Regions from separate parts of the Sus scrofa genome. Here all the other regions are linked to region 4. A link is a contact called in public Hi-C and HiChIP or PLAC-seq data. All regions are on one chromosome and are shown on one strand. The core of a region is the stretch at or near the end of the contact, and the rest is flanking DNA. Distances in the headings are between cores, read along the strand shown. Region 1 has its middle 290 kb from the start of ZPLD1. Region 2 has its middle 220 kb from the start of ZPLD1. Region 3 has its middle 250 kb from the start of ZPLD1. Region 4 overlaps NXPE3 (NXPE family member 3).

Region 1 (6,941 bases), core at 1,309-3,808, 320 kb after region 4:
TCTGAGAACTATGTCTAGACACTCATGTTGCAACAGAAGAAAGGGTGAGGGAAAAACTGTAATTGTAATGTATACATGTAAGGATAACCTGACCCCCTTGCTGTATAGTGGGAAAATTAAAAAAAAAAAGATTTTCTTTCTTTCAAGTATATAACACAGTATTGTTAACTATATTCACCATGCCATACCTTAGATCCCCAGAATTTATTCATCTTATAGTTAGAAGTTGTTTGTATCCTTTGACATCTACTCATCACCTGACTCCTCAAGCTTCTGGAAACTACCAATCTACTTTCTATTTCTATGAGTTCAACTTTTTTAGATTCTACTTATAAGTGATTTAATACAGTATTTATCTTTCTCTGTCTCATTTATTTCACTTGGAATAATACCTTCAAGATCCACCTATTTTGTTACAAATGGCAAGATATTTGGCTTATGTAATTAAATAATGTATAAATACATGCAGTGTATAAAACATAAATATATATATAATATTTTCTTTAGTCATTCACCTGTCATTGGATAATTTTGTTCCTGTGTCTTAACTATTGTGCATAATGCTTCAGTGAACATGGGAGTGCAGATATCTTTTCCATATATTATTTTAATTTCCTTTGGCTATATATCCAGAAGTGGGATTACTGGGTCACATGGCAGTTCTATATTTAATTTTTTGAGGAACCTCATACTGCTTTCCATAGTGATTGCAACAATTTGCATTCCCACTAACAGTGCATGAGGTTTCCCTTTTCCCCACATCCTCCCCAAAACTTGTCATCATCTTTTTGATAATAGTCATTCTAACAGGTGTGAAACAATATCTCACAAAATGCTTTAATAAGGAAGCATTGTCTTTTCTCCATCATTTGTTTATTTGTTCAATAATTTATTTATATTGGGAGGGATTCATGGCTATTTATTTTGTTATTAGGTTATAATCCTATATTACCTTTAGTTGATTTATTGATAATTTCTTTCCATCTTTGGCTATTTGGGTACTCTTTCAGGCTCCAATGCCATCTTTTTTTTTAGTTTATGAGAATATTTTATTAATATCCATCTCCTCCAGTGGTCTGTCATCTCTGTGAGGGCCCGGCCTGGCTGCTGTGTCACCAATGCCAAGCATTGGACAGGCACAAAACAGAAGTTAGTGAACATGTGGTAATTAACAAAATACAAATAAGTGCAGAACCAGGGCAAAAAACTAGGGGTCCACTGTCCTGTTACAGCTTCACCTTCAGTAGGCCAGATGCGAAAGATCCCTTTCTTGGGACCCACATTCTCAGTGAAATCGCCAACAAACCCACTCCCAGCTTAGGTGGGGAGAAAAGAAGAACTGACCATATCAGTAAATGTTTTGAGTGTTAATGAATCTGCCCTAGAGTGCCCGTCCCCAACTCTCCAGCCTGGGGGCTCAGATCTCAGCTTTATGTTGGGATTAGAGAGTGGGGAGGGAAATAAATGTGAATGGGATGTTCTCTGGTGGCCTAGCAGGTTAAGGACCTGATGTTGTCACCGTTGTGGCTGGGGTCACTGATGTGGCTCAGGTTCTATCTCTGGCCACGGAACTCTTGCATACTGCAGGCCTGGCCAAAAACAAAACAAAACAAAACAAACAAACAAACAAACAAAAAAACAAACAAAAAGAATAGGACTGAAGGGCTAGGGCTGGAAAGGGAAGATGGAGCAGATGAGAAGGAGCAGAAAGGAGTTAAGGCCAGGCCCTGAGCCAAGCGAGAAATCTAAGTCCTTTTAGTATCAGGGAATGACACAGGGAACAAACAAAATTCATGTGGTCTTTATCCACAAAGTGATGTCATACTGCACTCAGTGTTCGCTGGGCAAGTCTGAATTGGGCCCCGAGTTCCTGTTGGGGACCACTCTTGGACTGAAGAGGCTGAAGTCCATCTCATACCTGGAGCTTGGGCAGAAGGTAGTATCTTGGCCTGAAGGGTGGGGAGGACACCTGAGTTGGGTCTGGAGGAATTGCCACCTCGGGCCTGGAGATCTCACTACCATCTTTACATGTTTGCAGACTTTATTTCTGAGCACTTCCTAATGGTCTAGCACCACAAGATGTTTGATGCTCTTCTTGTATTTTTCCTGTCCCAGTCCTTGTATCAACCAGGTCTCCGGGGAGTGCTCACAACTTTTCAACATGTTCTTGTCATTCTGCTTCACCAAGTAGTTTTTCATTGTTGGTTGGCCCTGAGTAGAAAATAAAAGAATGACAGATTAAGGGTTTTCTTTGGTGCTTCCTCAAACTTTTGAGAGAGAAAAAATTTCAGTTAGGCATATATTGAATTTGCAAATGTTTGTAAGAACCCTCTCCATATCGGTGCTGGGCTAGGTATGACGATGTGCCCCTCTCTGAGGGAGTGTTCCCTAGACAGTGTGTTCTGTATTTTGATGCTGCACACTGGTAAAAGAGCTCTTTAAATAAACCAAGTTTTGCTTTGTCATGCATTATGGACTCCATTAACCTAAAATGTCCCTTGACTCCCAGTGTGTTGGGCTGTACTCAGGGGGTGCCTCATGCCTGCTCACAAACAAGGCCAGTGAGTCATTTCAGCCATTCTGAGGAAGCCTCTGTTCCTTGTCCTGTTGCTCCAACTCCCTTCCTTTGTTGTGAGTCAATGAAAAAGTTTTCCCCTTTAAATAACTTTTGGTTAGTGACATAATTCCCTAATTATGTCTGGTTACATTTCTGGAGATGTAAGCATTAAAGAGGAGAAATAATGAGAATCAGGAAAAAAAAAAAAGGAAAGGGTAAGAAAGTAAATGATGTAACTTCTGGATATCCTGAAATTTAAACATGTTTTCTTGAATTTTTTTTTCTCAGCACAAATGAAAAATAAATTATGCCTATTGACTGAGCCAGACCAGAGTCAGAGAGCGAGGGCATCCATTGATGCTGTCTACACAGGCCAGCATTCCTGGTCACAAAGCAGGCTGAAGAGAAGATCTTTAGAGGGAAAGAGCAAACGTCCAGCATATTATAGGATAGGGTCTCAGAAGAAGGAAATGGGAGGGTGATAGATTTCTACATTATGCAGCCTGAAAATTCAAGAATTAAATTTTTGGTCATTAATTTCATATTTACACCATACTTAGTAATGGAGTTCTGTTGTGGCTCAGCAGGTTAAGAACAAGACATGGTGTCCACAGGATTGCAGGTTTTAATCCCTGGCCTCGCTCAGTGGGTTAAGGATCCAGTGTTGCTGTGAGCTGCAGCGTAGGTTGCAGATGTGGCTTGGATCCGGTGTTGCTGTGGCTGTGGTGTAGGCCTGTAGCTGCAGCCCTAATTCGACTACTAGCCCAGGAACTTCCATATGCTGCAACTGTGGCTCTAAAAATTAACACAAGAAAACAAAAAACAAAAAACAAAAACATAGTATCTGAGGCCCTTTTCGTTGGCTCTTTAAGCACAGGCAGTAATCCCACTACCCGATTCACATTTTCACACAGAAGCTTTAATACTTCAATATATTTTCTACTGGCTTAATATTTTAATGTATACCCTCTTTATTTCTAATTTACTGAAGTGATAGGGAATGAGGAACATGTTGTAAGACAAAACAGGGATGTAGTCAGCAAAGTCCAGAAGGTGGAAACTCTGGGGGTCAAGGACTTAGAAATAAGCAGGGGTGAGGGGAAGGATGGAATTCCATATTGTATAGATCAGAGTTTCTCAACTTTGTCACTATTGACACTGTGGGCTATGTAATTTTTTATTTTGGGGTAGGCATTCTTAGCAGCAGTCCTAGTCATTAGAATTCTGAGCCCTTGCCCTTGTGATCATCGATATGTTTCCAGACATTGCCAGCTATTCCCTAGGAGCAAAGCTGCCTACAATTGAGAACCACTGTCATAGATTAAAAAAAAGGAACCTACAGGTTTTTTTTTTTGGGGGGGAAGAAATATGCTAGGGTTTGGGATGGAAATGTAAAACTGGGTTGTGATGATGGTTGTACCACTATAAATATAGTTAAATTCATTGAGTTAAAAAAAGAAGACCTAAATGACACATAAAAATGCATCTTGATTTATATAAACCAAGCATAAAAAATAATTATGAGGGAATTGGAAAAATATCATCGGTACCTGGATATTTGCTAATATTTAGGAATGTTAAATTTGAATTTGTGATAACAGTATTGTGATTATATTTTTAAGGGGACTTTTTAAAAGTGATGTACATTGAGTGATATATATTGAGATATTTATAATTAAAGTGATATATCTTGCATTTATTTAAAAAATATGGTTGAGGTGGGAGGGTGAAAAAAATGGGTCAATGTATAGATGAAATGGGATTTGCCATATCATGGGTCCATGAGGGGGGTCCATCATGCTATGCTTTAATTTTCTGTATGTGCTTGACATTTTCCATAATGAAATGCTTTTAGAATGCTGATAGTATAAAAATGGTATTCAGACATATTCAGGTATCCAGAAGAAATAGCTAAAAGGGGTGAAAGTGGTAGCCTCTGGTGAGGATTATGGTGAGGCCAGGATATTGCTTTATTGTTATAAATCTTTTAGCACTCTCCACTATTAAAGCTATGTGCATCTGATTATTGATGAATAAGAAATAACTTTTAAAAAACCCTAAAATCAAAAAATAAGGAAAACACTGGAAAGGTGCTATTGATTTTGTTATTTTTCTCATGAATAGTTTTATAAAAATTTCTGTGTGTAGAGATCAAGTTAAATGACATCACAAGGAAACAATCAGCTGAATCCAGAATGTGGAACACTGAATGGCACATGACTTCCTCCTGAGGCAGGTCTGCTTACCCTTTTTCTCTTCTTTTTTTTTTTGAACACTTGAAGAGAAATGAAGCCTTCTTCAGAGTTGGATATTTATTTTTACTTCTTGCAGCTTATAGTCAGCAGATGAAGATTATTCCCCCAGGCAGAGTGGCCAGTTGCTTGCCTCTCTCTGACCCAGTGAATGGACCCATGGGGCAAACTAGAGTCTGTTTGCAGTTTAATGATGTTTTAAGTATCGGAAGGGTGAGAAATCTTTTCTTTCCCTCTTTTAAAAAAAATGTCTTCTGGCCCAAGCTGCATTGCCAATTCAGTTTTTATCAGAGCCCTATTTTGGGGGAGAAGGGAACATTTGCCAAGCTATTATGAAGAACTTATATATTATCTCTTATTTTGCTATTAATTATAGTTTGTGTGCTGCCTTGGCAGGGAGCCCAAAATGGACAAAGCTTATGATACCAAAACCCCACCCTGAGCGCTAATCACTTTCATGATTACAAGCAAAATAAATGTCTTTTGACCTACTATTTCTATTCCTTGTCAGATGCATAATGCTTCCTCTTTTGTGGTGACACTTAGGGATAGTCTATCACTCCTAGGAGGCAACACACCATAGTGACTCAAGGCCATTGTAGATGCAGGCCAACAGGATAGTGTACTTTGAAATGTGCTTTGAAGGCTCTTGCATTCTGAAGTCAGTTCACCAAAGTTTACAGGTTACCGTGGTGCTTAAAACCACAACTTTTAAAGTCTACCCTTAGTGTAAATGCAGAGAATCTCCAGAAGCTTTCTGCTAAAGTGCAAATGTGTTACTTTGGAGAAAGAACACATCAACTCTGTGCATCCATACATTGCCTAAGCATGGATAAGTCTGTCAAGTTATTTAAGTTCTAAAGAAGATCCTCAAAGAAGGAATTAAAAAATTGTATTTCCTATGGGGAATCATGAGAGGGTTCAGGGAGACCATGAGAGTAAGGAAAATAGGATGAAAGAAACATGGGCAAATGGTTGGGAAGGCATAGCCTGTGTGGGAAGAATTCTAGTTAGAGAGGGGATTCCACAAGCTCTAAGTGTTGAGAGCAGAATTTTGCATTAGAACTTTCTGCAGTGATGAGAATGTTTATCTGCACTATTCATTATGGTAGTTATTAGTCTTATGTGACAACTGGGCACAGAAGGCTAGTGTCACTGAGGGACTGAATTTTAAATTTTATTTAATTTTAATTAAATAACTTATGTGGCTCATGGTCTTTGTAGTGGATATTGATGTCTAGATGAAGGATATGGGGGATGGAGAAAAAAAATTTCAGAAAGGCAACATTTAGAGAAACTAAAGATACATTTCACTTAATTCACACTTTGTATTATAGTATTACTTTGGTAACAAGTACTTACAAATTACAAGTGATATTATATTTAGCAAATTAACATGTATCATGAAATTTTGTGTAGACTAAATAGATTGACTATAGTTAGCAATATTGATTAGATTTGTTCTTCATGATCTCCTTTTACTCATATGAACACAACCAAATAAAGGAAAGGAAAATGTTGACTCAGAATTGTCAGAAAAGGAATTTTTGGCTTAATATTCAAGAAAGGCTGCAATCCTTTTATCTAACAGGTAATGTTAAACTTTGCTCTTTTTTTCTTTTGAATAATGATTGTTTTTCTTCATTATCAATGCCTAGATCAAGGTGCTCACAAGGGTAACAGTCAAGTTCACTGAACCTCAACTAGGGTGGAGCCAAAGGACATTCTTCCCAGCACCCTCAGAGGTATTGCCGCCTTTGGAACAATCAGTCAAACAACCAAGCCCAACAATCTCTCTTTTAATGTTTGTTGGACGTATTGACATAGAAATAGAATTTTCCTTCCTGGTAGTACTGTGATGCATAATAAAAGATGAAAAATTTTTAGTCAAAGCTGAGCTGTTCAGAAAGTATTTAATTAACTGGCACCAGGAAATTTGCCTAAATCACTTGGTGGCTCTCGGGGACCATGGGTCCTAGGTGAGAATGAAAATAATTTCTTTAAGCATTACATAAGCCAGAACAATCTTTCTGTTGTTTGGGAGAAAACAAGGTCCCCTTTGGAGTCTTTGGAAGGCCCTCCTAATTAATGTGGTGATATCTATCTTGTCATCCTCATGCCACATAGTTACT
Region 2 (7,045 bases), core at 2,194-4,693, 380 kb after region 4:
GTTGTTTGGTCTCCATGTAGTCAGTTTTTTCTCATTTCTTTTCCTGTGGTTGATTTCTAGTTTCATGCCATTGTGGTCAGAGAAGATGCTTGAAATAACCTCTATACTCTTAAATTTGCTGAGGTTTATTTTGTGTCCCAGTATGTGGTCAGTCCTTGACAATATTCCATGTGCACTTGAAAAGAATGTATATTCTGACTTTTCTGGATGTAATGTCCTGAAAATGTCTGTTAAGTCTAATTTTTGTATTGTGTTATTTAGGGTTTCTGTTGCCTTTTTTTTTTTTTGTCTTTTTAGGGCCACACTCACAGCATATGGAGGTTCCCAGCCTAGGGGCCTAATCAGAGCTGTAGCCACCAGCCTATGCCACAGCCACAGCAATGCCAGATCCAAGCCAAATCTGCAACCCACACCACAGCTCCTGGCAATGCTGGATCCTTAACCCACTGAGCAAGGCCAGGGATTGAACCTGCAACCTCATAGTTCCTAGTCAGATTCGTTTCCTGTGACATGATGGGAACTCCTCTGTTGCATTATTGATTTTCTGTCTAGAGGGTCTGTCCATTGACATGAGTGGGGTGATAATATTTCCTGCTATTATTGTATTCCCATCAATTTCTCCTTTTATATCTGTTAGTATTTGTTGTATGTATCTGGGTGCTCCTATATTAGGGGCAAATATATTGACAAGTGTAATATCCTCTTCTTGAATTGACCCTTTTATCATTAAGTAGTGTCCTTTGTCTTTCTTTTTTTAATTTTTAATTTTTTATTATAATTTATTTTTTTCCCACTGTACAGCAAGGGGATCAAGTTATCCTTACATGTATACATTTTTCCCCTCATCCTTTGTTCTGTTGCAATATGAGTATCTATACATAGTTCTCAATGCTACTCAGCAGGATCTCCTTGTAAATCTATTCTAAGTTGTGTCTGATAAGCCCAAGCTCCCTGTCACTCCCACTCCCTCCCTCTCCCATCAGGCAGCCACGAGTCTATTTTCCAAGTCCATGATTTTCTTTTCTGTGGAGATGTTCATTTGTGCTGGCCTTTGTTTTAAAGTCTATTTTGTCTGATATGAGTATTGCAACTCCTGCTTTCCTGTCATTTCCATTCCCATGAAATATTTTTCTATCCCCTCAGTTTCAATTTATATGTGTTCTTTGCCCTAAGGTGTGTCTCTTGTAGAGAGCATATTGTAGGCTCTTTTTTTTTTAATCCAGTCTTCCACTCTATGTCTTTTGATTGGAGCATTCAGTCCATTGACATTTAAGGTAATTGTTGATAAATATGTATTTATTGCCATTTTAAACTTTGTTTTTCATTTGATTCTGTTTCTCCTTTGTTTATTTCTTTTTTCACGTGGATGATTTCCTTTTATTTTATGTTTGTGGCCTCTTCTTTTCAGTTCTTGTGAATGTATTTTTTTGGTTTTGATTTGCGGTTGTCCTGTTCTTATGGTGGTTTTAATTGAATTTCTATGATGATTAGAGATGTTGAATAATTTTTCATGGGGCTGTTGACTACCATCTGTGTATCTTTTTTGGAAAATTGTCTTTTAGGTCTTCTGCCCATTTTTAAATTGATTTCTTTGTTGTTTGATATTGAGTTGTATGAGTTTTTTATATATTTTGGATATTATCCCCTTATTGGTCCTCTCATTTGTAAATTTTTTTTACCATTTAGTAGGTTATCTTTTCACGTTGTCAATGGTTCCCTTTGCTGTGCAAAAGATTTTAAGTTTAATTAGGTCCTTTTTGTTTATGGTTTTATTTATTTTGCCTTAGGAGATAGACTGAAAAAGATAATGCTATGATTTATGTCAAAATGTGTTATGCTGATGTTTTCCTTTAGGAGTTCTGTGGTTTCAAGTCTTACGTTTAGGTCTTTAATGCATTTTGAGTTTTTTCTATATAATGTGAGGAGATGTTCTAATCTTGTTCTTTTACATGTAGCTGTCCAATTTTCCCAGCACTTCTACTGTCTTTCTTCCATTATTTTTGCCTACTTTGTCATAGATTAATTAACCATGAGTGCATGGGTTTATTTCTGGACTCTTTATTCTGTACCATTGAGCTAAGTGTCTGTTTTTGTGCCATTGCCATGCTATTTTGATGACTATTGCTTTGTAGTATAGTCTGATATCAGGGAGTGTGATACCTCCAGCTTTGTTCTTTTTTCACAAGATTGCTTTAGCAACTTTGGGTCTTTTGTGATTCCATGTACATTTTAGGATTCTGTGAAAAATGTTATGGTTATTTTGATATTAAATCTATAGCCTGAGCTTCTAACTACAGTTATTTACCACCTCACTTGTACATATGAGCTGCCCATAAAGGTTGACCCAATGACCGAGTTAGCCTAAACACAGAGGCCCTACTATTCTGTGGAGGCTTTAATTGCTAACTCCAAAGTAGGTGACATGAAGAGAATTCCATTTGAAGAACGAGGACTCTTGTCCAAATGTCTATTTTCTGCTTCCAAGTACTGGGAATAGAGAAGTTAACAAAACATTGTTCCTGAATCAAAATACCTAAACCTCTGACTACTTATCTGTGAGCTGTTCAAATGATAGTTTTGCCTCTTCAGTCTATATTTACCATGAACTCCTGGTCAGTCGCCTTAGGATTAATAAGCCACAATGTACCCCTTTTTGTCTAAACCACAAAAGTGTGTTTATTCCTACCATATGTTAATTATTCATGAATAACACCATCAAAAGACACTAATAGAATGTAAATGTTTGAGTCCTTTAAAGGTTCATTTCCAAATTTTCTGAGTAAGCTGTATGGTTAATAAATAAAATAAAGTCTTAACTCTGCTATCTACTAGATAAACACACATATATATATTTATTAGATAAATATACATATATTAATTTACTATATATGTACATATATTTAATTCTTGAGCATGACATTTTGTTTTTCTATACTTCAGTTTATCATCTGTAAAATGGGAATTAAAATGTTCTACCATACCTATTTGCCAGAGTTTTGTTAAACTCAAAATACATCTGCTAATTTGAATTTTTAAAAAATAAAAACATGAAAAATATCCATTCCCAGAGAAAATAACCTCAACTCTTGATTGTAGATTTTGTTCAATGGAAATGTAGATAGCATGTGCTCAGTGGAACCCAAAGTTTATGATTTAAGGCTTTGTTTAACCTTTACCCGCTCTGTATCAAATCTAGCAATCTAATAAATTACAGTAGATCCGAATGATAATAGAAAAGTCAGTTATATCACTTTATTCAATACCCTGCAGTAATTTTTTTTTGTCCAGAGTAAAATCAAAGTCTTTACAGTGGCCTAAGAGTCCCTGTGACTTTTGTCTTCCCAATTACATAATTGACCTTAGACTCTGCTCCAGCCCCCTTGGCCTCCTAGGAGATTCTCCCTTAAACTCAATCCATTTTTACTTTAAAAACATTTACTTTGCACTGGCTCTTCTGTCTTCCTGGAATTTCCTTCCAAATGAGTGCCTCATCTTCTTAAAGTTCTTGCTCAAATCTCACTTTTACAATGAGGCCTATTAGACAGCTCTAGTTAAAACTGCAATGCCCTCAGCACTCCAGTCACTCCCTTACCATGTTGTTTTTCCTTTTTATTTTTTTCCCCAGGGAACTCCTCACCTCTTAAAAATCTATGTAATTTATTTTTTGTATGTTTATTTTCTGTCCAAATATACATAAGTCCCATGAAGACTTTTTTATCTCCAGTAAAAAGAAATGTTACTGGAACATAGCAATTACTCAATGCTGATGATTAAATGGAAAACATGAAAGTTGGCACATAACACTGGAATAATGTCTAAAAACTCAGAAAAAGGAAGATTTTCAGATATCTTGGGTGCAAAAGAATTTCCTTTCAGGATGAGAAATTTTTACTTCTCAAATATGTGTGGTAGATTAGTGCTATAAATGGTGAAGTTGGAAACGAAGGAACTTGGAGTTTCTGGCATTCATTTGTTCCCAGAACAGTTCCTTATACCTGTGGATCTCAGGCTAGTCCCTCAAAATGAAGCCTGGCAGAGGTGTTAGAAACTTCTACTAGCATTGTGCCTGGGAGCTTGGTAAAAATGAATATTTCTATCCCCTGTGTGGGGCCTATGAATCTGCATTTTAATTTTGCAACCTTGTAATTGTTTTAAGCAAGAGCCACAATTAAAAAGAAAACTGACCTATTTATTTACAAGTCAAGGATATTAGTTTTCATAGGAAGTTCATGTCCAGTCAGGGTTTTAAAGACTTCAAGTTTGCTCTATTTCCACAAAAAGGTGGGATAGGCTTCACTGGGCAGTGAGGGGTATCAAGGGACCACCACTTAACTCTGTTGACCTTAAAAAAAAGCTATTTACCAGAAAAATTATTTATTCAGGAATAGCAGAGAATTGCAATTCAGGACAAGCAAACTATGGTGAACCGTAATCAAGGCATATGCACACTGATTTGTATTGAACGACTGGTCAACAGGGTCCTGCTGTATAACACAGAGAACTCTACCCAATATTCTATGATAATCTATATGGGAAAGTAATCTGAAAGAGAATAGAAGTGTATACATGTATGAATGACTGAATCACTTTGTTGTATAGCAGAAATTATCACAGCATTGTAAATCAACTATACTTCAATAAAACTTTAAAAAATAATAAGAAAAGGAACAGAGGAGAGGGGCTTGCTTTTATAGAGGAAAAGAGGAAGTTGGAAGGAACTGTTTTGAGGAATCCAAGTTGGTAAATGTGTTTAAATGGTGAACTCTTGCTGGGCAAAGTGAATTTCTTCCTTTCTCCTTCTGGGCTCTGATTAATAGTGAGAGCTCCCCCTTTATGACTTTATTTTAAAGATTACCTTTATTTATTTTCATAACTCCCAGTTTCTAGGAGCTGTCTTCAAAACTTTCCAAGACTGATGTATTTCAAGGGCAATTAATTTTCAGGATGAATTCAGTTCTGAGCAATCCATGGCTGATTTTTAGCACACAGTGTCATCTCCCTCTTGCCAAAGAAGTGTCTGAGAAAAACCAGAGAGATTTAGAACAGACAGCCCAGTGACAGGAGTTCTTTCATCCATGAGCAGTATCTCTCTAAAACCTGATTCTGGGCCAGTAAGGCATACTTATTTTCCGAGATTGCCCAGGATTTTTTTTTTTTGGATTCTTGTAGCACTCCTAAAACTTCCATCTTCAAATCCCTGACCTGTGCCAATTTCTCAGTTAACTGGCAAGGTTACCTTAGACATTTTCTGCTCCACACTAATGCTGTACCTCTAATGTCTATTTGGCTTTGTCTTCTTTCCCCATCCTTATCTTAAAGAAAAAGTCCTGTAAGTATTCTTCATCTATAATCTTATCTGCAAATTTTTTTTTCCTTAAAAGGGTCCTAGAAGAAATCACTAATCCAACCTCAAGAGCCATGGAACTTTTTTACTACATGTCTTATATTTCTTTTCTCCTCTTCCCTCCAGTATGTTTCTTCTCACCTGTTTTTACTTCCTTTGCACTTTCTTGGGTAGATGTGTCCCTTTTATTTTCAATATTCTCTCTCAATTCAGACCTCCTTTTCTCTTGAGTACCTTAGGCTCATAGGATGTTGGAAGTGGAAAGTCCTTCAAGATCATTTGCTTTAAGACTCTCATTTTTTAAAGTAAAGATGCTGAAGACCAAACAGGTAACAATATTTGCCCAGGGTCCACAGCAAGGTAAAGGCAGGAATGAGCCCCTCTGATTCTCAGGTCAGTACCCTTCCATGGTGGGCTCTCCTTTTTTCTCTTTCTATAAGGCAGAGCTTATACTTGCCAGCTCAGGGGCCACATCTAACCCACTGCCAACTTTTCCTTGACCTGCATATAAATAAAAAAAATTATTTGTTATTTTTTAAAAGTGTAGAATTTCAGAAAAGATCTAGAGGTGGACTATATAGTGGTTCAGACCTTGTTTCCTGGGGATGAGAGCCCCAGTTTAAATCCCAGTTAGACTTCTTACTAACTGGTAATTTATGGAGGAGTTAATAAACCAACTTCCCTTCATTTTCTTCATCTATAAAAAGGGGTTGAAGTCTTTACCTCAATGAGTTTTTTTTTTTTTTTAATTAAGGCTTAAAATGTTATCCTTTTATTATCTCAGGGTTTCTGTAGGCCAGCAATCCAAGCATGGATTAGCTGGATTAGCATCTCATTTGGTATGGTTCACTGGGGTATATTCTAAACTGGGAGTTCTTGGGGAATGATCTTCTTTCAAGCTCATTTAGGTTGGAAGCGTTCAGTTCACTGAGATTATAGGACTGAAGTCAACATTTTCTTTTTGACTATTGACTAGGAATTGCTCTCAGCTTCTAGAGGGTGCTCAAAGGCCTTTGCCTGTGGCCCCCTCCATCTTCAAAGCCAGGAACAGAAAATCCCCCTTGCATGAAGTCCCTCTCACACTTCAAATCTCACTCATCAGACAGCCTCTCCTTTCAAAGGCTTATCTGGTTAGGTCAGATAATCTCTGCTTCTTAAAGATAACTGTTTCATAATCTAATCATGGAAGTGACTATCCCATCATACTCATGATTCATACCTCAAGGGAGGTGATTATATGGGATGTCTACACCAGAGGGTAGGAATCTCGGGAACCTACTGGGAATTCTTTCTTTTGTACTATGAGAATCCAAGAAGCTTAATAAATGGCAGTACATATAAAGTTCTTAAAACAGTGCCTAATAAACAAGTGCTGTGTGTGTCTGTTATCATCTACTTTTTATTATTATGGTCATGCTGTTTTGATTCTGACTCAGAATCAGGAAGCTTATCCTGTTTGTATCCCTTCTGGCCCTTGTGTGCTGCTCCCTCATCTACCTGTGTGTATATCCTCTGCCTCCAGGCACCAATTCCATTACTCTAAGTTCTCCATAAGAAGAACTTTTAAGAACAATGAAGTTTTGTAAATTCACTCTTATCTGGAGGGACAAGTTGTCTGGAATTTTTAAAGTATGGAATAATAATAACATTAAATCCTACTACATAGCACAGGGGACTATATCCAATCTCTTATGATAGAAC
Region 3 (6,985 bases), core at 1,575-4,074, 350 kb after region 4:
GTTTTACAGAAAGTCAGGGCCAGATCTGAGTAATTTTCCTGGAGTTTACAGGGAGCTTGTGTCTTTGCCATAGTACTGAATGTTCATTAACCCAAAGGCAGCAAGAAGGACATCTCCTTCCTTATCAGTTTCTTAGTTCCTGGATTTGATGTTTTTAGAGCAGGAAGGAAGGAAACAGCTGCCCAGAATCCATAGTCTTAAGGGCTGCTGGAAAAAAAAAACAGATCTCTCTTGTTTCTTTGAATGAAAGGAGATATTTCTTGTTTTGCTGGCATACAATTTTAGTTGCCTTTCTTAAGAATTTTTTTTTAAATTAAAAAAAAATGTTTTTTTTTGTCTTTTTTAGGGCCGTGCCCATGGTATATGGAGGTTTCCTGGCTAGGGGTCTAAATGCAGTTACAGCTGCCAGCCTACACCACAGCCACAGCAACATGGGATCCAAGCCTCGTTTGCGACTTACACACACCACAGCTCACGGCAACGCCAGATCCTTAACCCACTGAGCGAGGCTAGGGATTGAACCTGCAACCTCATAGTTCCTAGTCGTATTCGTTTCCTCTGCGCCATGATTGAGAACTCCCTTAGTTGCCTTTATACTTGTTCACACCAGTGAAAAAAATGTTTTACTAATGTCTCATAGTATATTCGTACCTATGGGTATTTGTGTATGTGTATGTGTTTGTCTGCTTGCATACTTGGGTGTGTTTTCAGATCATAGCCGTCAATATGTTTTTGGAACACTAGTTTCACAAGTTGATTTCTGAACATTGCACTGGTCTTAATGAATTTCCCTTCTTGAAGATTCATAATGCTATTATCATATTAAAGAGACTAGGAAGTCCCAAAGTAAAGAGATATTTGAACTTTGTTTTACCCAGAATTTCTCCAGCTTCACTTGACCAAGAAGTCCTTTTTTGGGGGTAATACTATTAATACCTCAGTTCTGCAAGTACACGTATTTAGGAAATTGTAATGAGATTTTTTTTTCTGAAGGATTTGGATGTATCCAATAGCCTAATGTATAGAGATGTACAGAGGAATGTGAAAATGTAGGCTGATGCCAGTTTTTGTTGGTTTCTTTAAACATTGCTTAGTGATTCCACTTCTTAAAACCTTCATCTGCTGGAGCACTATTGGGCCACCAAACTGTAAAAATCTTTTTATGCAAGTAGCTAACAATAAAGGGGCATACCAATGCTTTAATTTTTTTAAAATTGAAATATTTCTTTTCCTGAAGTAAGTTTTATTAGGCAAATTCTATTTCTGTTAATCAAATCAATACATTTGCTTTATTCAAGTCAACCCTATTCAGCAAATCAATACTATTACTTTATTTTCTTCTACAATTTGTTACTTGGCAAAGTTGGGACCAACAATATACAGCCTTTTTTTTTTTTGAGGAGAGAAACATATGCTCATCCCAGAAAAAAAATAGAAATGAAGAAAAATGTCCCCCAGTTATCTGAGGATTCCAGTCTTTGGTGGTATTTACAAAAGGCAGAAAGCAACATTTAACATGATAATGGCTTTTGGTGCCTTAGACTATTCAGTGAGTAGAAATTTGGGGTTATTTTGGTTAAAGCTAGGGGAAAAGTTCTGAATTTCTTTGATATTTGCCTGATATTAGAAAAAAAAGCATAAAGTTACAGAGTTATTAACTTCTTCAAAACACACTTTTTTTGATTAATGGTTCAGAGCTAAGTTTTAATTAGGGCTGGATATACTGGATAGTTAATTGCTCACCTGGATTGTCACCAAGATATCCTGCCAGGGAATTTATTAACCTATAGACTACTTCTGATCCCCATTTCCCTCCATCTTTCCCTCCCCTCTTTTTTTAGTATGACTTATATTTTTTTCTTTTTATGGCCATACCTATGGCAATGAAAGTTCCCAGGCCAAGGGTCGAACTGGAGCTGCAGTTGCAGGCCTATGCCACAGCCACAGCAACACTGGATCCAAGCTGCATCTGAGACCTATGGTGCAGCTTGCACCAATGGTGGATCCTAACCCACTGAAAGAGGCTGGAGATTGAACCCACATCCTCATAGATCCTGTGTCAGGTTCTTAATCCATTGAGCCACAATGAGAACTCCAGTATGACTGATTTTTTTTTTTTAAATATAACTCATAACTATGACTTCCAAAAATGTCAGACAAACAAGCACCGAGAACTGGTCTACTGGGATTTCTGAAACTTTGATTAAGGACACAATGTACATAACTTTAGTATAGTTGAGGTTAAAACCTCACTTATCTCTTCCAGCTTATGCCTCAGGTGTATAGTTTTCTGACTTAACCGAAGACGTCACACAACAGTAATCTTGAGTAGTGTCCGTTAAATCAAATGGCACAGACTGGTGATCTAGATAATTAAAATTCCCTTTTTTCCCCTTACTTGTAATTTCAGGCAAACATCTAGTTTGGAGATCAGGTATATGATGATAATTATTGCCTTAGAACTCTAGAGTAGGAGTAGTTTAACACACAAAAATGTAGAGAATAGTATAATAAGCTTCTTTAAACTGATCAGTCAACTAATTATCAACATTTTCCCAGTCTTGTTTTTCTCCATTCCTCCTCTTTCTCTTCAGTTTTTCAAAGAAAATCCCAGAAATTATGTCATTTTGCAACATGCATCTCTAACCAATAAAGCTTTTATATTTCACAATAAGCATGCCATTACTCAATCTGATGAAATTGAAAATAATTCCTTAATATCACATAATACTGAGCCCATATAAATATAATCTATCATCCTCCCATTTTTTTACCCTGACCTAGTTCTCGGTCATCTCTAACCTCTGTAGGACTCTCATGTCTAGGAATGGGTCGATCAGTAAAGGGGACAAGCAGAAAGCATTTCTGCTCTTTTTTCATGCCCAAAGTACCAACTTAAATCCATCATTTCCAACTTTCCCTAATTCTGATTTCAGCCCCTACTTGGGGAAGTGTTTCAATATCCAAGAAATGCAAGCAAGGCCAAGCTATTTTTATGATAAGCCAGAGATGCTATTCTAGAATTTATTCTGCCTAGAGTCTTCTTCCTAAACCTTTTAGGAGGTACATGAACAGGAAGTGGATTTAGCTGTTAGTTAAAAAGCAGGATTTCCTCATAGGGAGTAAAATCTTTTCTTTTCATTAAGATGATATGTCTGTTTACATTTTCAAGTAATTCATAGTATTCTTAGTTGTAGTGGGTCACTAGTTCATGCCTTCAGTAAACTTTTATTTAGTGCCAATTGTAGATAAGGTGTTGTGCTAGTAAGGAAAATACAGGATACAAAATAAAAACCACTGTGCAGAAAATAAAATACAGTGGGGTTTAGAAGCAAACTGTTTTTTTACTGGGTGGTTGACAGCCAAAAAGAGCATTTTACTAGAATCTTAAAAGAATTCTAGAATTTGAACAATTGGAAAGGTCATTTTGGGTGGAGGAAAGACAGAGCAAAGGCACAAAGGTAAGGTAAGCAAAACATGTGAAGCAAATAATGAGACTAGTCTGGTGAATATGACACTCGTCAGGCCAAACATCATGAAATATATATCGTGACTAGCCATGCAGCTAGGTGTAGCTATTACGTAACCACCCAGTAAGCAGAGATTCCAGTAACTGCTATCAGTCACTGCTGCCAGGAACTACTAATCAGACAGCATATTTAGAATGTCAAGACGATGATTGTTAATATGTGACCAACCAAGAAAACTGGTGCCTGGTGGAGGCATCTGATCCCATGTGATATAATAATTAATCCAATTGGATAATATTTTACCTCCAAATCCAACCCAGTGCTTGGGTCAATAGGGAAACACTTTTCAGTTTGAAAAGAATTTTTTGGTAACATCAGGAGGCTTGAGAAGAACAGGGTACATTAAATGAAACTTTTTTGCTGTGGGGTTTGATCTTTCTTGAATCTTTCATGTGCCAGCTAGTATGATTTTGTGCTTTCTCATATGCTTTCTTTCTAAACTCAAAACACTAAAACTATGTCATTAATATAGAAATATAAAAATATTCTTGACCCCAATCCCTAGCTTATAACTGATGTATCTTTCAACTGGAGGATGGATTCAACTGATGGTAATATTGCTGATTTCGTTTTGCTCTGCTGCATTCAGCTCTGAGCTAAAATGTCCTGAATCAGAGAGTGACTCCATAACAGACTAGTCTAATGTACTAGTCCTGGCCATGTCCATGTGCATATGGGACCTAAGAAAAAAGATTTTCCTTTATTCCTCAACATTAGCTAGGAATGCATTTTCAGCTAACATTTGTCATGTATTTATTATGTACAAAGCATCGTGTCATAAGCATTGTCATAAGCATTATCTGATTTAATCTTCACAACAACTCTGTGACAAGAGGATAATGTACTTACCTCCATTTCAGGGATGAGGAAACTGGAGCTTAGAGAGGATTAGTAATATATACCAGGTCATTAGTAATTAATACCCCTTAGCTATTAGGGGCAGGGCTGGTTTTTGGGTCCTGCTGGTCTGTTAAGTGATGGAGGCCCGTGTGTTGTGATGGGAAGCAGGTGAGAAGAGGCCGTCGGCTTTTCTCTGCTCCTCTGTCTCTTCAATTTCTACTCTGCTTTTCTTCCTGTCACTTTCATAAAATCCAAACTCTTCTATTTCCCTGTTCCTTGTCTATGATTCTTTTTAAAAATGTATATATGATTTCCTATTGCACTCACTGATTTCCTTCAAAGTAACAGGACTTATATGTTAGGAAATTACAAAGAACTAATAAGTGAATCAATAAATGAATGAAAACAAAACAATGAATGCTGGAGCACAGTTGCTTTGAGGGCACAAAGAAGGAAAAATATCAAAATTCGAGGCCTGGGAGATGATGCTTTAGTTGTCTTGAGGGAAGAGAAATTTGACAGGTGAAGAAGTAGGAGGAGTTTTCCAGGCAGACACACTAGTGTTTGTATAGTCACTAAGTCAAGGCAGTAGCCAGATACAGCTGAGATCTGCTGGTCATTTGGGATGGCTGGAATGAATGCAGAGCATTTCCTGGGAGTATTGAGAGATGAAGCCAGAGAGAAAGGCAGGGGCCAACCCATGAAGTGCTTGAGTGCTAAATTAAGGAGTTTGAATATTAGCCTGAAGGTTACAGGAACTCGTTGGAAGGATTTAAGTCATGGAAATGCAAACTTTTATATTTTAAAAATAGCATACCAGTAATCATCGCTTGCATAGCCAATTTTTGTGCTTCGACAAGGAGGCCCTAAATTTGCACCAGAGTTGTATACTCCCTGCCTTGAGACTTCAAAGTTTTCATCGTCCTGTGATCATCCCTGATGGAAGAGCTGAGTCTTCCATCCTGCTTCTTGATCTCAGAAGTCTTGCTCAGCTGGGTGCAAGGCAGCTTCATAAGTTGATGAGGTTTGTTGTTATAACCACAAGAGCCTGCTTGCTAGGTACAAGCTGCTCAGGTTTTAAAGGGACATTCAGATCCCACTTCCTCTCAGAACTCTCCCCACCCACATTCTCATGTCTCTCTAGGTTCTGGGCTATTGAATTACCGTAATCTTTTTTTTTTTTTTCACTCTGCTTTTACTCCTGAAGTCTGGGGTTGTTCAGGTGAGCTGTCTTGCAGAGAGCAAATGTTGGGGCAGGAGCAGCAGATAGCATCAAACAAGCTGAACCCAACAGTCAGTTTGAGTGCCTTTGTCGAAGATACAGCTGAAGGCAGCTTAGAGCAATGATGGTCAACTGTTTTTGCTCACATACCTCTTAAAATACTTGAGCAAAACTAGATACCTTATAAGGGCCACAATTTGAAGTTGATACCCACAGTTTTTCATTGTATGTTTCAGTAGTTGCAAATATAATTTCTCATGTGTTGTGTTGACTGACATTTTAAACTCTTACAGTTTTAACAGTTTTTTTTTTTTTTTTTTTTTTTGGCCATGCCTGTGGTGTGTGTAAACTCCTGAGCCAGGGGTTGAACTTGCAACACAGCAGCGATCCAAGTTATAGCAGTGACAATGCTGGATCCTTAATTGCTAGGCCACCAGAGAACTCCTTAGGAGGTGCATCTATTTAAAGACTGCTTTTATTTGCTATAATCCCATGGAAATCATGAATGCAAGTCCTGTTGGCTCTCAGAGCTAGGTAATTTGAGAGCTGATCCCTCAGGTGGAAGCTATAAAATTTGGGGTCCCAGATATGTGTATAAGCTCTTTCTAAGGAGGTACTGATAAACTTGGCTTTTGGTTGGAATGAAAGTAGGGAAAAAGTAGAGAAAGTGCCCACTGGCTCTTTTAGATCCCAGGGAAGGTCACAGTTAGCACCTAGATGTGTGCTGATTAGAAGATGGACCCACAATCAGCAGGTTGTGAAATATGCAATCAAACCCCTTCCAGTGAAAGACTGGAAGATGGGCATTTTTGCCTGCTCCTTTTGTGGATAGCTGTGGTGATTGCATGCCTGCCCGTTAAAAACTACATCTTGGAGTTCCTATTGTAGCTCAGTGGATTAAGGATCTGACATTGTTTCTGTAAGGATGTGGGTTTGATCCCTGGTCTTGCTCAGTGGGTTAAGGATCCAACGTTGCAGCAGGTTGCAGCATAAGTCTCAGATCTGGTGTTGCCGTGGCTGTGGCTTAGGCTGTAGCTTTGGCTATGATAGGACTCCTGACCCAGGAACTCCCATATGCCAGAGGTGAGGTTGTAGAAAGGAAAAATATAACAGCTTTTTTTTTTTTTTTTTTTTTTTTTGCTACAGTCCTATGGGACTCATGAATGAAATCCCCTTTGGCTATTAGAGCAGGCAGTCTGGGGTCCTTTTCTCTGGTGGCAGATGCAAAAGCTGGGGCACCAGACATGTATACAAGCTTCTTCTAGAGAGATGCTAGCGACTTGATTTTATTGTTGGAGTGAGCTGAAGGGAGAAGGAAGCAGAGGTGCCCACTGGATCCCCCTAAGGGATAAAAGCCAGCCCCCAGAATCATGCTAATTGGAAGTTGGACCCT
Region 4 (7,094 bases), core at 3,944-6,443:
TGGACATGTTCCTGTCCTTTGTGTGCCCCTTGGAGACATAGCTTGCCCTGGAGGGGACTGGAGGAATCATATTCAGTGACCTTCTCTATCACCGGCACTACAGGAAGTCTATGGGTGGCCCAATGGAGAGATGGCTTCCATTGATATTGTACAAAATTTTAAAAAGAGCTGGACTTTATATAATGACTTGTAAGGAGCTTAGAAAAAAAATGCAGATTACATTTATATCTACCTATAGGATATTTTTTCCAATCCTGACCTAGCCATGGGAGAACCATTATTAACAGCATCTATACACTTTATTGCCCTTGTAACCAAAGATGCTAATGAGTGTGTCTGAACTAGCTTCTCCTGGGAGGCTATATTACTGTGCTAAAATGTGTGAAACATGTTCTGACCTAAGTGGCAGGGACAAGTTTGGTTGGCAGTGCAGTGTTGTTTGCAGCTTATCTGATAAAGGAAATTAAGCACATCTGCATGAATAGCATAGTTGGTTCATCTTCAGCAGTGTGAATTAATCCTGAGGCTTAAGGTCACCAGCTCCATGTAACTCACTGAAGACTGCTGTGTCTCAGGAGTTTCTCTTGATGATCCACCTTCTTCTGAATTACTTGAAAAGGCCAGTGTCCTTGGTCAGAACTTTCTAATGAGAATATTTACAGTGTCCTGCTTTTATCTAGAAAAGAAGGAAAAGGGAAATATGAAAGCAGTACATATAAAATCTGTGCATTGAATTGATATTTGCATTGGATGACTTACTTATTTGATTTAGCTAAATTTTGCAGGATTATACCTATTCTCAATTAATCATTTTTGGAATTCCTGCTGTGGTGTATTGGATTAAAAATCCAATGGCAGCTGCTTGGGTCACTGCAGAGGCATGGGTTCAATCCCTGGCCCAGTACAGTGGGTTAGGGCCTCCAGTTGTGGCTAGGATTCAATCCCTGGGCTGGGAACTTCCATATGCTGTGGGTGTGGCCATTGAGAAAGCAAAACAGAAAAACCACTTTTGGAACGTGAAAGGGGAAATTTATAAAGGGAAATTTATTTTTGTGTTCTGAAGTTTGAGGGTTTTAAGAATTAACTTTTATGTAAAGAATGCTATTGTTTGTTATAAAGCTGTGGAAATTATTTCCATCAATTTTGAGTGTTTCTTCTTTGGTTGTTATATGATTGCCTACCCATATTAGAAATTAAAATCTAGTTAAAATTAAATTCAGATATTGAAATCTATTACAACTTGATTTGAGCATAAGGTACACACATTCTCTCATGCCTGAAAGTTAAGGTGCTATTCCTGTTGGCTATCTTAAAATAATCGAATTATCAATTTTACTTGACTGTCTTTATCTTCTCCCCACATCCCCTGCCTTTTTTTTTTTTTTTTTTCCTTTAGGGCTGCTCCTGTGGCATATGGAAGTTCCCAGGCTAGGGGTTGAATTGGAGCTACAGCCACCAGCCTACACCACGGCCACAGCAATGCCAGATCTGAGCTGCGTCTGCGACTTACACCACAGCTCATGGCAACACTGGATCCTTTAACCCAGAGTGAGGCCAGAGATCATACTGGCATCCTCATGGGTATTAGTTGGATTCTTAACTGGGCTGAGTCACAGTAGTAACTCCTAGCTTTATCTTATTAATCTTAAATAAGTTTAAATTAATTTGTGGCCATTTAGTAAGTACTCTTTTTTTGAGTCACAGTAGAATCTAGTTTTTATTTATTCCTAAATGGAGATGTGAAGAAACTGGGGAGGTTTTAGATATGTCAATGCTGAAAGCATGAAAAAATAATTCTTAGAAGAATGATCCAAATAATTTGTTTTTACCTTAAAACAGAGAGTCTAAGATCTTCCTTTCCTAACCTTGAGGGCCACCTGCAAGTTTATAAAATAAATAAGTATAATTTTAAATTATGTTCTGATTTGTAGTGGACCAAGGTGTTAAATATGTTAAGGAAGCTTATTTTTATTTTTTGTCTCTTGTCTTTTTAGGGCTGCACCTGTGGCATATGGAGGTTCCCATGCTGGGGATCTAATCGGAGCTGTAGCTGCAGGCCTACACCACAGCCACAGCAACACCAGATCCGAGCTGTGTCTATGACCTTACCACAGCTCACTGCAATGCTGGATCCTCAACCCACTGAGCGAGGCCAGGGATCTAACCTGCAACCTCATGGTTTCTAGTCGGATTCATTTCTGCTGTGCCACGACGGTAACTCCAGGTAGCTTAATTTTGATGGTCTTTAAGCTTTAGAGTATCATTTGGAATATTTGATGAAAATGCAGAATTAGGGGCTCTGCTTTCAGGAATTGTGGAATCAACCTTAATGACAAATGCCCAAGGCTTCTGATGCAAGTGTGGTATTTTACATTTTTGAGAAACACTAAGGGAAGAGGGAAGATGGAACTGAGGAAATATTATTGTTTATTCATTATTTCAGGGGCTTTTTTTCATAGCTTTTAATTCTGATCATGATCTAATAGTCCAGATGATATTTATAGATGAAGAACTGGAGTTTGGATTTGAACTAGATATGTGAGAATCATAGCCCTTTTCAACTGGAACTTTTTGGACTTTGTAAAGAGGTTTTATTTTTTCATGAAAGAACTTATGAGCATTTCTCAAGGATCCCTGAAGGAGGCTGAGTCATGTCTTCTCAGGAGAATTTCAATTTCCACTGCCTCTCCATGACTTTGGAGTGACACTGCTTGTTTGTGCAAATGATTTATTGTGATCTCATCCAATTTCTGTTATTTTTTAAACTTAGTGACTTTATGTCCTAAAGATTTGATGACACAGTTTCTTAAAGTATTCTCATTCACTATGTCCCTCCTAATTTGTCTTTCTACACTCTGGTATGGAAGTTAAAAAAGTTGCCTAAGGGTGGAGTCTGGAACATTACCTAAATCATTCTCAGAACAATTGGATACAATATTTTAATTTCTTCCAAAAAGTTTATTTTAAACCAGTACCTCAGAGTTGTGTATATTAGCATACCAACATAGTTTGTTTTAAATATATATTTTCCATTACAAAGGATATCATAATTTAAAAAAAAACTAAAATCTGGATGAAGAAAATTTATGGATAGAATCCATAATTCTGTCATTTGAATGAAATGAGCATTAGCAACTTGGTTTATTTTCAGGGTTTTTTAAATCACAAATCTGTAATCACAGAGAACATGAAATTTATAACTGTTTTTAAATTTAACATGCAAATACTTTTCTATGTTAGTTTTCTTTTTCTTTTTCTTTTTTTGACTTTATATGGCCACACCCGAGGCATATGGAGGTTCCCAGGTTAGGGGTCTAATTGGAGCTACAACTGCCAGCCTACACCACAGCAACGCAGAATCCAAGCCATGTCTGTGACCTACAGTACAGCTCAGGGCAACTCCAGATCCTTAACCCACTGAGTGAGGCCAGGAATCTAAGCCGCAACCTCATGGTTCCTAGTTGGATTTGTTTCCGCTGTACCATGATGGGAGCTTCTATGTTAGTTTTCTTGATTTGTAAAAGCCTAATAGTTTAGCTGAATAATGTCATTATTTACATAGGTTGGCTATTTAGATCTATAATAAAATCTTAAAATAGTAGTTTGTATATAATTTTATTAGGTTAAAATATGGATTTTTATTTTGGAATGATGGCATTAACTTCTTAGTGCATCTCCTCATATTCTTGACTCAAATGATTGATTTGATGCTACTTGTGAAAGGGAGAATCCTTAATAAGGCCCTTCTATGCAAATTATATTTTATAGAAGAGAAACTTTAGTAGGTGTAAGTTTGGTTTCTAGTATGGTTCTTTTTTTTTTTTTTTGCCTTTTGTCTTTTTAGGGCCACACTCGTGGCATGTTAAGGTTCCCAGGCTGGGGGTCTAATTGGAGCTACAGCTGCTGGCCTACACCACAGTCGCAGCAACACCAGATCTGAGCCTCATCTATGACCTATACCACAGCTCACAGCAATGCTGGATCCTCAACCCACTGAGTGAGGCCAGGGATCGAACCCTCAACCTCATGGTTCCTGGTGGGATTTGTTTCTGCAGAGCCACGATGGGAATTCCTTTAATATGATTCCTTTTTACCATCTAAACAACCATCATTTTATTAAGTACCAATTGACTGATACTGCCCACCTTTGGGTATTAAGTTTCAGATTGATACATCAGGGTGGTTCACAAGAATGTATATTACAAGTCTTTATATCCATGTATTCCATGCCAGAGTTTTCTCTTTCTGGGCCCTGTTAAAAGAAATAACAATTACCCAGGGAGTACTGGGGGAATAAACACCCAAGGGAAACAACACACCCCCTTCCCCGATCTTTTTCTCTTTGGAAGTGAGATCACAGTTGCAGAGTTCTAGGAGCACCTAGGAATTCTGGAATGAGGGGTGATGGAGGTCACATCTTCAACCTTCACCACAGCTCAGGGCAACACTGGATGGATCCTTAAGCCACCAAACAAGGCCAGGGATCTAACCTGCGTCCTCATGGATGCTAGTTGGGTTCGTTAACTGCTGAGCCACGACAGGAACTCCGTATTTTGCTTTTTAATAGTCTTCAGGAAATGAAGTCAGGCTTCTTTTTTAAAAAAGATGTTCTGGTATCTAGATGCCCATTCCTAGTGGAGAACCATACATTTCCTGACTATAAAACTGGATTATAACACTGCCTAGGGAAGGAGGCAGTACAGAGATTACAGAAGAAAGTGTCCCAAAAGGAAAAGAAGCCACAGTGAAACCAAATGTCGTAGAAGAAATCCTCTCAGTATTGTGCAATGGTTCCTTCTCTGTTTAAAATCACCCCCACTCTACCCCACATGAAAGCAATATGACTTGTATGTTGAAGAACCACTGCTTTATGTGTATATTTGTCCTTTGTCAATGAAGGGCCATGGTAGAGATACTACTTTCTGATTGCCATTTTTGAAAAGCTGCGCTGTAGAAAGCACCCCTTTAGTCCCACCCCCACACATTTTGGGGCCATAGAGAAAACGCGAAAGAAAAAGAGACGGCGTGAATCCATAAACACGAGGCAACTCTAATGCCCGGCAGTGAGTTCATTGAGACCTTTTAAAAAGGCATCCCTAGCAAAAACCTTTTTGTTCATAGACTGGCTTCTGATTCCTCTGCTGGGTTCCAGTCCGGGTCTTGGAGCCAGCCATTGAGGGGAATGTCCGGGACTCCGGTCGGTACCTTTTTGGCCTGGGAATTTCCAGGGTGCAGAAAAAAAAGTCCACGAACCTAGTCCTCTCTGCTCCCTTCACGCCTCCTCCCTCCTCCTCTGTGCCCACGCAGCCCCTTTCGAATGAGAGCTCGACCTTATTCTGTATCTTAGAAAACGGGTCCTTAGCTTCCCCCGCCCTTATCCTCTTTAGAGGGGTGAACAGAAAGCGATCCCTATAAAGGGGGACGTGGAGAGGGGCTGGCTTCTCTTGCCACGAGGGCAGACACTGGGTTCTTAGAGAAAAAGGCTGCTTAACTGCTGCTGCTTATCATGTAACCTCAAAAGGAAACTGATCATTTTTCTCATGCTCTCACGTACTTGGGTTATTATCGCTGATTACAGCTGGAAACAGTTGATTTGCCTTTACGTATCTGTATGATTTGACTCTTCAAACACAAAGGTATATTTTTATTATTTGATATTTAGTATGAAAAAGTTTCGTAAATGTTAAGCTTTTTTTCCTTTCTTTTCACGTATTTAGATGCCTTAATTTGGAGTCACTTTTTGATATTTGGGTGATCATTCTTGTTTGGGGGCAAAATATTAGGGGGCAGTTTTGGGGGGAGGGAAAACTCAGGATGTTTTTATAGTTTGGTAATGGCTATGAATCATGTATGTTTGCTGTGAAGGCCCAGGAAAGACTAAGATGCTGGGGACAGGCTGGGTGATGAAAGTATCCTAAATCTAATGTAAAAACTTACATTTAACCAGGAAAGTAGATCTGTGATACTGCTAGGCAGAAATCTCCCAAGAGGTTCGAGTATGTGTTTAGAGATATACTTTCTTAACAAGGGTAGTCATAGAACTATATCTTTATGGAAAAATATATCCAAGTAGATCAAAATGTTGTACAGCATGTAATTCTTGTATATTACGTCTTAAAATTAAAGACAGTATTAAAAGACCATTTTATGAATGAAGGAAGCCTTGAAATTTGATAACTTGGCTGGACCCCTAGATCTATTACAGTCTGGGATTTTGTGTTAATAAAAGGGCCTTTCTAGGTAGAATGGTTGAGACTCTCTCCATGAGGATTAGTGAACTTGCTGTCATGGGGTGTGGGGGTATCTCAGAGGATGACATTTATTATGTAAGTTTTAAGTACTTGGTAATATGTATCCCCACACTTAATATCAGGCATCTAAAGAAACACATTATCTGGCCAGGTGGAATTTTTTTTTTTCCTTTCTTAGTAGGTTGTTTACACAATAAAAGGAGATAACATTTTCCAAGGCCTATTGACTACCCTCAACAATTCCCACTGGAGGAGGGATCAGCCACACAGATCATCTGAACATGCAGCTACCCTTAAAGTCTTTTTGACTTCAGAATACAATGTATGATCCACACCCATTTCTATTATCAGATGATTTTGCTTTGACTAAAGACACAGGTGGGTAGGGTGCAAGTGCTTTAGAGACAGTCTGGGATGAGTTAGCACCAGAAATTGGTGCACAACAAATGTTAAATGTTTGGCACTTTCCTTCCCAGCATGGAGGTGGTGACCATGCTTGGCACAATTGAGTTGTCCAGCTGTAGACTTTGTCCTGAAGGAAGTCTAAAAGCAAAAGAAGCCCTCTCAGAAGGTGAAGAGCTATAGAGAGCACTATACAGACAGAAGATTTTCTGATTTTTTCTGAGACCCGCAATGAGTTGCTCCTGAGAAAACCATTTCCCTTTGGCTTTCAGCTGACTTTCATCTGGTGGCCTCTTGATTTCCCCCACCAGGTTAACAGGAAGATCAGGAGGCTGACCTCACCTTTTGACTTTCTTGGCCTGATGTTGAACTTCTAATGGTGAGAAAGGTGGACATTCCTAATTCCAGATACTACCTGGCCCTTCCCTGATGTAGTCAAAA

The links. A called contact is a pair of places that touch in the nucleus more often than the background predicts. HiChIP or PLAC-seq counts read pairs in DNA pulled down with a chosen protein or histone mark.
Region 1: an H3K27ac HiChIP or PLAC-seq map of alveolar macrophages shows a contact between it and region 4. The contact joins two enhancer-like sites. A contact is called at or near these places in 1 of 47 Hi-C or Micro-C datasets (embryonic fibroblasts) and 1 of 2 datasets of contacts at active chromatin or transcription factors (alveolar macrophages).
Region 2: a Hi-C map of retroperitoneal adipose tissue shows a contact between it and region 4, with 2.3 times the contacts expected there. The contact joins two enhancer-like sites. A contact is called at or near these places in 27 of 47 Hi-C or Micro-C datasets (adipocytes, adipose tissue, alveolar macrophages and 14 more) and 2 of 2 datasets of contacts at active chromatin or transcription factors (alveolar macrophages and skeletal muscle).
Region 3: a contact with region 4 is called in a Hi-C map of liver, with 2.9 times the contacts expected there. The contact joins two enhancer-like sites. A contact is called at or near these places in 3 of 47 Hi-C or Micro-C datasets (liver, omental adipose tissue and skeletal muscle) and 1 of 2 datasets of contacts at active chromatin or transcription factors (alveolar macrophages).

The regions. Positions count from the first base shown.
Region 1 is chr13:156,971,223-156,978,163 of Sscrofa11.1, reverse strand. No RefSeq gene overlaps it. Among named protein-coding and RNA genes, the nearest start is that of ZPLD1, 290 kb to the right of the region's middle. Within about 2 kb of position 2,558, at least 12 of the 83 cell types and tissues checked have an H3K27ac peak or open chromatin away from gene starts, as enhancers often do. A contact at or near this core is called in alveolar macrophages and embryonic fibroblasts, where this site is marked.
Region 2 is chr13:156,906,554-156,913,598 of Sscrofa11.1, reverse strand. No RefSeq gene overlaps it. Among named protein-coding and RNA genes, the nearest start is that of ZPLD1, 220 kb to the right of the region's middle. Within about 2 kb of position 3,443, at least 5 of the 83 cell types and tissues checked have an H3K27ac peak or open chromatin away from gene starts, as enhancers often do. A contact at or near this core is called in mesenteric adipose tissue, omental adipose tissue and retroperitoneal adipose tissue, where this site is marked.
Region 3 is chr13:156,936,265-156,943,249 of Sscrofa11.1, reverse strand. No RefSeq gene overlaps it. Among named protein-coding and RNA genes, the nearest start is that of ZPLD1, 250 kb to the right of the region's middle. Within about 2 kb of position 2,824, at least 10 of the 83 cell types and tissues checked have an H3K27ac peak or open chromatin away from gene starts, as enhancers often do. A contact at or near this core is called in liver and omental adipose tissue, where this site is marked.
Region 4 is chr13:157,292,955-157,300,048 of Sscrofa11.1, reverse strand. It overlaps NXPE3 (NXPE family member 3), which reads left to right. Exons shown (of 7, transcript XM_003132693.4): 7 at 1-1,218. The coding sequence ends at 41. Among named protein-coding and RNA genes, the nearest start is that of NFKBIZ, 24 kb to the right of the region's middle. Within about 2 kb of position 5,193, at least 47 of the 83 cell types and tissues checked have an H3K27ac peak or open chromatin away from gene starts, as enhancers often do. A contact at or near this core is called in alveolar macrophages, embryonic fibroblasts, liver and 3 more, where this site is marked.